2 separate regions of the Mus musculus genome follow, and region 1 is linked to region 2. A link is a contact called in public promoter capture Hi-C data. All regions are on one chromosome and are shown on one strand. Each heading gives the region's core, a stretch centred on a gene start, on an enhancer-like site or on the middle of the called end of the contact. The rest is flanking DNA. Distances are from core to core; before and after follow the strand shown. Region 1 holds the start of Sectm1b (secreted and transmembrane 1B). Region 2 holds the start of Gcgr (glucagon receptor).

Region 1 (3,812 bases), core at 777-3,276, 530 kb after region 2:
AAGGTAGTTGCCTCAAAATGATGAATGCCAGGGGTCCATCCCCAGAAACATTGTAAAGGCCTAAAGAGAAGACAGACTCCATAAAGTTGACCTCTGACCTCCATATTTGTGTACACATACAAGCACACGTGCACGCCCACACACATCCACGCCCACACACACTCTCTCTCTCACACACATTTTTAATGTCTTTTTCCGGGTGTAGTTGCACCTGGCTTTAATCCTAGCACTCTGGAGGAACAGACAGCAGAAAATAACAAAGAAGATAGGGCTGTCTGCCAAGCTGCTGAAAGCCCTGCTGCCAAGTCTAACTGCTGGGTTTGATCCTTCGGATCTACGGAGCTGAAGGAGACAAACTTGAAGTTTGATTCTCCACAGCTAGTGTGGCTCTGGCTTTTCTCCAGAGTCCTAGCTGCTCCATATCATGTCCTAACACGAGAGTTCTCAGCCTTCTTCCAGCGGACTTGGGTTATGTGCCACCCTTGTGAGGGTGAGATCCTCAAGAGGGAGAAGATGGCATTATTTCTCTTTCAGGCCTCTATTTTGTCTGTGGACCCAGATCCCAGCCACCTTGTCTCTCAGGCCCTGGGAACTTCTGGGTTTTTCCCAGCTATAACAGGACCTCTTTACTTAAGTCAACAGAATGACCAGAAGTAGGCTGAATCTGTGTCCACCTTGCTTGCATCTGTGTTCTTTTGGCTCCAGCTCATGATCAGCTCTGCATATAAGTATGGCAGTTACTCAAGGAGCCTTTGTCTAACGCCCATGAACTCCTCATGGCTGAGGAGACAAAGAACGGGAGTCTCTGAAGCATCTGTTGGCTTTCGTAGTGTCATGTTCCAGATCCCCCCGAAATGCATGAAAAGTCTCTAGTCATTGTTCTTAGTTTGCAGTGATCCAGGGTGTCAGAATAACATTCTCACAGATCCCTTAACACAGTCACCCCAGCAGGAGGAGCCACCTTTTCGGAACCCCATTATCCCTCAACCAGGACTTATTGGCAGCACCCTATCAGAACTGAGATAGTGATCAACCAGACTACGCTGTGACCAGGACTTCTTAACGATGTAGACCCTTCCCACTCCTCTATTTAAGCCCAAAGCTCATGTTAGTACCTTAAAGATGGGTTGACAGACTTTGTTGCCATTCTTGCCCAAGGACTGTGTGGGTTAAGTCCCTTCCCTGTATTTTTATTTGATTCCTTAGGGGAGATCTCTGTTTCAGGACTCAGCTGGCACAGCCAACATGGTATGTCACCTTTCTGACACTCCCTTCCCAATGCCTTTGCTGGATCTCCTGATGGAAATGATGCCATGACCTATGTCCACCAGTTATGAGTGCTGAGCCCCAAAGGAGATAGAAGCAGATCTGACCCCATCCCATGCAACACAATGGCCTTCAGCTCAGCTGGGAGTTGCATGCATGGAGCCTCAAGGATTTTGCAGAAGAAAGTCACAAGAAGAACCTTCAACCCCACAGCCAGACGTTGGCTTCTACTTATGTTAAGATGAGACCCAAACAACAGGACCCACACAGGTCACTGACTGAGCATAACATAGAGTCTTGATTCTCTGAGTGACCAGCCTCAGAAATTCACCCGTGTCAACTGCAGCTCACCTGTGTGCACCAAATCCCTCCCCCTGGCTTACGTACTCATGATCAGATGACAAGAAAGAATGCTCTGTTCTCTTCTTCCCATTCAGTTCACACCGAAGAACCCAGCTGCTGCACCTGCTCCTCCTGGAGCTTGGTGGGAGGCACCTGGAGAGACACAGATCCACTCTGCTCCTGATGTCCAGGGTGCCTGGACACTCCTCAGCCTCACCTTTACTCTGGACAAATCACTGAGACACAGGCATCCAATAAACAGAGGGTCCCAGAGAGGCTGCAGCCAGGGACACCCTGCCTGAGGGTCTCACCCCACATGCTTTAGAGCCCCAACACTCTGGGTGCCACCTCCCCTCCAGTTCTCACCTGCATGTGTGCTCCAGCTTCTTACCTGCTTCTCTGGCAATGAACTCTGGTGTAGCCCTTGCTGAGCTCATCCTGACCTGAGGGCGTGTCAGGGAGGAGGCGGTCCAAGTACCACCCGTTCTCATACCCAAGGGACTGCATTAATCCAGGAAGAAAACAAACTTCGGGAAAGAGTGTCATTTGCAGGAACTACCCTGAGTCCACACAACAGTGATGAGTTTCTGAGTGACTCCTTCATTAAAACATTTTAATTGAAAGCGGCTTTTAGCTACTTGCCTTAGGAGCACGGGAAGAAAGTCTAGGCTTTTCCTAGGCTAGTCATGGCTGCGGTCAGTGTTTGATTCAGGGCTCAGGGACTGCTCATTTAGGGGGACTTGTCTCCCTGCATGGGACATCACAGGCAAGAAGACTCTGGGCAACCACACAGGGAAAGGCAGGAGCCTAGTGCCCACACTGGACACAGTGCATGGGCTCCACATTCACAGGGTTCCCAGATATCCCTAGTGCCAACGTTAGAGAGAGGATCAGATAACCATGATCCCATGATTGTAGTATCCCTCCGGCAAGGCTTAGGCTACCAGACCGGAGGTAGGGGTCCTTGGGATGGTGGGGCAAGGATGTCCTGTGGTAAGGAATCTTGAAGGGCAGCTAAAGGTTCCGTGTCTCACCCCAAACATTAAAACACCTTTGTTGTCTCAGTGAAAACTCACCGTGAAAGTGAAACTAGGTGATTTGTTTTGAAACCACAAGGCAGGGACAACAACATTACAAGTCTTTCCCAGTGACAGTTCCAACTCTGAGGTCAGTGTCTACAGGTGATGATGCAGCTTAGCCTTCTGGAGAGTCTGTGTGCAAAAATCCCACCCCGGTGTGTACACGGTCTCAGTGTGTATACAGTCCTGCTGTGGTCTCACTGGCAGACACAGCTGCTTGTGTCCTAGCTCCACTAGGAGTCACCTTCTGCACATTCTCTGATCAGAAGTTGTGACATCTCCTGTCTCACCCACAGAGTTTTCAGAGATTTATGCTCCAAGGTCACTCTCAATTTCCTCAGCAGGATCTGCTGAGAATTTAGGAGTGCTGGGTATCTATTTCCTGTTGTCCTCTGTCCTCTGTGGCTTAATCCTATTTTTAATTTCTCTCTCTCTCTTTCTCTCCCTCTCTCCCCCCTCTCTCTCTCTTCCCCCTCTCTCCCCCTCCCTCCTTCTTCCCCTCCCTCCCATCTTCTCCCCTCCCCTTTGTGTGTGTGTGTCCTACCTTAGGCACTATTCACAGTTTTGAAGCAGGGTCTTTTGTTGGCCTGGCTTTCACCAGGTATGCCAGTGAGTCTGAGAGAGCGGTACCTCCTCAGTGCTGGAATTATAACTGTGCACATCATACTCAGCTTTTAATTTTTTTTTTTTACACTGGTTCTGGGGATCAAACTTGGGCCCTCATTTTTGCAAAGCCATTGCTTTACCTACAGAGACATCTCTTCAATCCATCCCTTTGTCTTTCATGCTTTTGGGGTTTCATGAATGATTCTGTGGTCACACAGCGTCATCTGTAGAGATAGATGGCTCATGTCCTCGGGCCATATATGTGTTCTCTTCTTGGGAAGCTGAGTTTTCAGATGTCTCCATATCCTGGTAGCCAACTAGCCTATTTGGATTGACGAGCCAACAGCGATGGGGGAGGGGAAATGAGGTGAGTAGAGTGTTAGTGAAGCCTTGAGGGTGGAGCAGGAGGAAAGATGTGCATAGGGCAGAGGTAGGGGTCAGATTGCAGCTTAGGTCTCTGCTGTCAGGAGCTTGGTCTTGAGGATCATTTTACTTTGGGGTCTGATGTCCTCACATCTG
Region 2 (3,742 bases), core at 61-2,560:
AAGGACAACAACTGAACAAGGAACTGACCCAAGGCCCATGGGAGTTCTGAGGAAGGGCGGTGGGTGACAGAGAAGAAACCACATGTGTTCCAGATGAGAGAGACTGGTGCTGGACTGGATTCCCTAGAGGGGCCTCGGCTCTTTACTAGATGATCTGCAGGTATGAGGTGGAGGAGAGGACACAGACATAGGAGACTTGGGCCGCAGAGGACTGGTCTGGGGGCTGGAAATGGGGAGGGAGGTTGTGAGTACCCATTCTGAAAGCCACAGTTACAGGGAGAACTTTCTAGAAAGCAACATGACCCTCTTACAGGATGTGGAGAAGCCAGAGAAGTGGAAGCCCAAAAACACCCAAGGGAGTTTCTGATCCCGAGGTTACTGGGCAGGAGGGGAGATGAGGCAACAAAAGGTGGCTCAAGGGCTCAAATGGGGGGGCGGGCAGTGGAGAAAGTCCTCTCCAGGGCTGAGTCTAGGAGCGAAAGGCAGGCTTGTGGCTCAGAACCTTTGACTCCAGAAAAGGAGGTATCTAAAAAAGGTCTGTGCCGACTGAGAATATGGCCAAATTAGTGGATTGTCAAATGAGTGGTGTTGCTTGAGGGCTTATTGGACAGGAGTCCCTGAGGCCCACAGGGCATGTAACCTGGAAAGGGTTTAAGAGGCACTCTTAGCGGATCACCTTGTCTGAAATCTGCAGAGCGGCCCATGTATCCTGACCTCTCCCACCCATGGTGCATGTGTGGCAGCTGCAACCTTCCAGCCAGGAGCCAGATGTGGTTAAGTAAGGGACTTAGTCCTTCTAGAAAATCAAGACTGCAAACCTGAACGCAATGATGAGACCCCAGGACAGTGGACATTGAAAGAGAAAGGGGCGCGCTGAGTCACTTATTGTTCCCTTGGAGAACTCAGACCCATCAGGATTCGCACCTGCCAGGTCAGGATTCACCCGTGGAGGCTCTCTGAAGTCCAGGGTGCGCAAGGTTGGATCCTCAGGGTTACGGTACACCTGGTGAGGGTTCTCGGAAGGGACCCGTAGGGTCGGATCCAGGTCAGGGCCTGCTCCTGTGTGCCAGAGGGGAGGGAAAGGGAGAACGCGGGATGCAGACCTGCCAGGCAAGCTCAGCCCAGGAGATATACTCGGGGTTACACCGAGAGGGTCTGAGAGCTCGCTGCAGGTCCGCTGCACTAAGGCGCGGGCGCGGACCCTCATCTCTCCCCCTCCCCCGCGGGCCGCTCCCGCCCCCACCCCTCCCCCTTCGCCGCCGCCCAGCGTCGCCGCTGGAAAGTTTGCGAGCGGCTGGCGCGGAGCTGGCGCCGACCCCGATCACAGCGCGGCCGAGGCGAGCAGTCGCCGGCGCCCAGATCCGAGTACGCTCGAGGACCGCGAGGAGCGCAGCCCTAGCCCCGGCGACTGAGCACAGTGAGCACTAGGGTCGGGCCCCGAGGGGATGGTCTCAGGCTGTCTGTGGGGTGCTGGAGCACGAGCGTGACCTGGGCGCACAGAAGAGGGGAGCGGGGAGCTGGCCCTCGGGCCTGGACGTAAGCCAGCTGTCCCTGGGGTTTTGGGAGTCGCGGTTCTCGTCCCGGTCTAACACCTTATTCAAAACGGGAAATGTGTCCTACTGTCACGGTTAGGGCCACCTGATTCCCAACCGTCTCCTGCAGGTTAGGGGTCTCAACTTCTCCTTTCTATTTTCTGGGAGCGCAATCCAGGAAGGTGGGAGAGGGTGGGTGCAGACGTGGATCCTGCTGCCCCATTGAACGCCCAACACACTCCAGCTTCCAGCTTCTCACACTCCAAAGGCTCGCTCATCCCCTTCAGATGGATTCGCTTCCCCTTCCTATGTGTCCCTGATCTCCAGAACTTCCTAGCAGTGTCTCAGTCTTGCGGGTTAGATGTGTAGGCACCGTGCACTGAGGGTTTTTTTTCCCCTGCAAGCTCAGGTCATTGCTCCCCAGAGACCACCTTCCCACTTCAGACCCGCGAAGTTTTCTGTCGCAAACCGACTGATCCCTTACCTCTTAGCTCTCGCATCCTTCGAGGTTAGACCAGGCATATTTTGCTGTTCTTCTGTCTTGGAGACATAGAAGGGGGAATCTGAGCTCACCCGAGCCCGTGGGTATCTCCGCCCCTTTTCAGGGGAGGACTGGAGAACTAGGCTTTGTCACAGCCTGTGGCCCCTGATCCTGTCCCTGCCATAGGACTATGACCTGGTCTAGTTTCTCTGTTTTGACAAAAACACCCTTCCAGTTGATATCTCTGGGGATTCCTAAGATCAAAAACGTTGCTACTTTGGCTTCTAAGGAACCAAGAGGATCCCCCCCCCACCTTCCCTCGATGCCTCCCTTTGGCCACTGGGCCATCCATCTAACACCCTCCGCCACCTGCAGAGAAAATCGGTAACCACACTGCAAACACCCACGTGTCCTTTGTCCTGTTGGAGCTTGCTGGAAGCGGTGGTGGCATGGGACAATGCCAGTCCGAGTGGCTGGTGTGGTGGTGGCATGGGACAATGCCAGTCCGAGTGGCTGGTGTGCCAGATATGTGCTCTGAAGAAGGGGGATTGATTGATCTAAAGGCAAGACAGGCAAGCATCTTAGGGATTCAGACTTGCATCTTCCGTATTTCACCTACAGTTGGGTCTCACTGAGAGTCAGATTTCAGCAGCCTAGTTCAAGACGGGAAGAGGGTAGGGTCCCTGGTCTACTGTCCCTTATGTCCATCTGTTCCCTGACAGGGAGGGTAATAAGGTGGAAAAAGGACCAGAACTGCAGCTCAGGTCACAGGTGCGAGAGCGCGTCGTGCACACCTGGCTGCCTGTCACCCTGAGTATTTATCAGAGCTGATAGGCTCTGTCTGAGTGTCAGTATTTGCCCACCGTGGGGACAGGAGGCACACTGCGAAGGTACAGAGATTGCAGTCCTATCCTACTGACGACATAGCCTCTCTCCTTCAGTGGAAGGGAAAGGGTGCCGTGTTGCTCTTCATACATCTCTGCTCTCTTAAAGTCCAGACGTTTTCTGCAGAGACCCCAGAGTCTCAATTTCATGGGGCTGAAGTCAGCCTCAGCTTCCTGATGCCAGAAATCCCCCATCGTTATTCCATCCACAGGAATAGAACACTCACCCACCTTTTCTGCCACTTTTGTTTGAGAGACAAGGTTAGAGGTTACTGAACCCTTAGGGATCCAGCCCTGAGTGGTTTTGAGCTCACCCACTGTGGTCTCAGTGCTAAACTGTGTGTGGAAGGAAATCCTCAAGGGTTCTTGGTCTCGCCTTTGTTACTCTTTGTTATTTATTTATTTTTGGATTTTTCTTTTTTCTTTTGTTTGTTTGTTTTGTTTTGTTTTGTGACAGGGTTTCTCTGTGTAGCCCTGGGTATCCCTGACCTTACTATGTAGACCAGGCTAGCCTCAAACTCAGAGATCCTCCTGTCTCTGTCTCCCGAGTCTGGGATTAAAGGTGTGTGCCACCACCTATCGGTCATTGAACATTTACATTTTCAGGTTGGGCAACTGGGCTCTAAGGACCATCCTCCCCGACTGTCTTGATCTTCATCCTTGCAGGATCTTGGACCACATCCTTCCCCACCATGTCCCTTCCCTGTATCTCCACTCCCCATCTACCCACGCTGGTCATCTTTTATCACCTTCACACTGCCCTGAAGCCTTCCCGCCTCTAACCTTCCTCTTTCAGGCCTCTATGAGACCCCAGTAGCTCTGGTGGAGGCCAGGCATAGTGTGTA

The links. Capture Hi-C pulls out chosen DNA fragments and counts their contacts.
Region 1: a promoter capture Hi-C map of liver shows a contact between it and region 2. The contact joins the promoter of Sectm1b here to the promoter of Gcgr in region 2. A contact is called at or near these places in 1 of 484 Hi-C or Micro-C datasets (embryonic stem cells), 1 of 115 datasets of contacts at active chromatin or transcription factors (pancreatic cancer cells) and 2 of 9 other capture datasets (adipose tissue and liver).

The regions. Positions count from the first base shown.
Region 1 is chr11:121,061,543-121,065,354 of GRCm38.p6, forward strand. Sectm1b (secreted and transmembrane 1B) reads right to left here and starts at 2,027. Exons shown (of 5, transcript NM_026907.3): 1 at 1,975-2,027; 2 at 1,654-1,761.
Region 2 is chr11:120,529,417-120,533,158 of GRCm38.p6, forward strand. Gcgr (glucagon receptor) reads left to right here and starts at 1,311. Exons shown (of 14, transcript NM_008101.2): 1 at 1,311-1,417.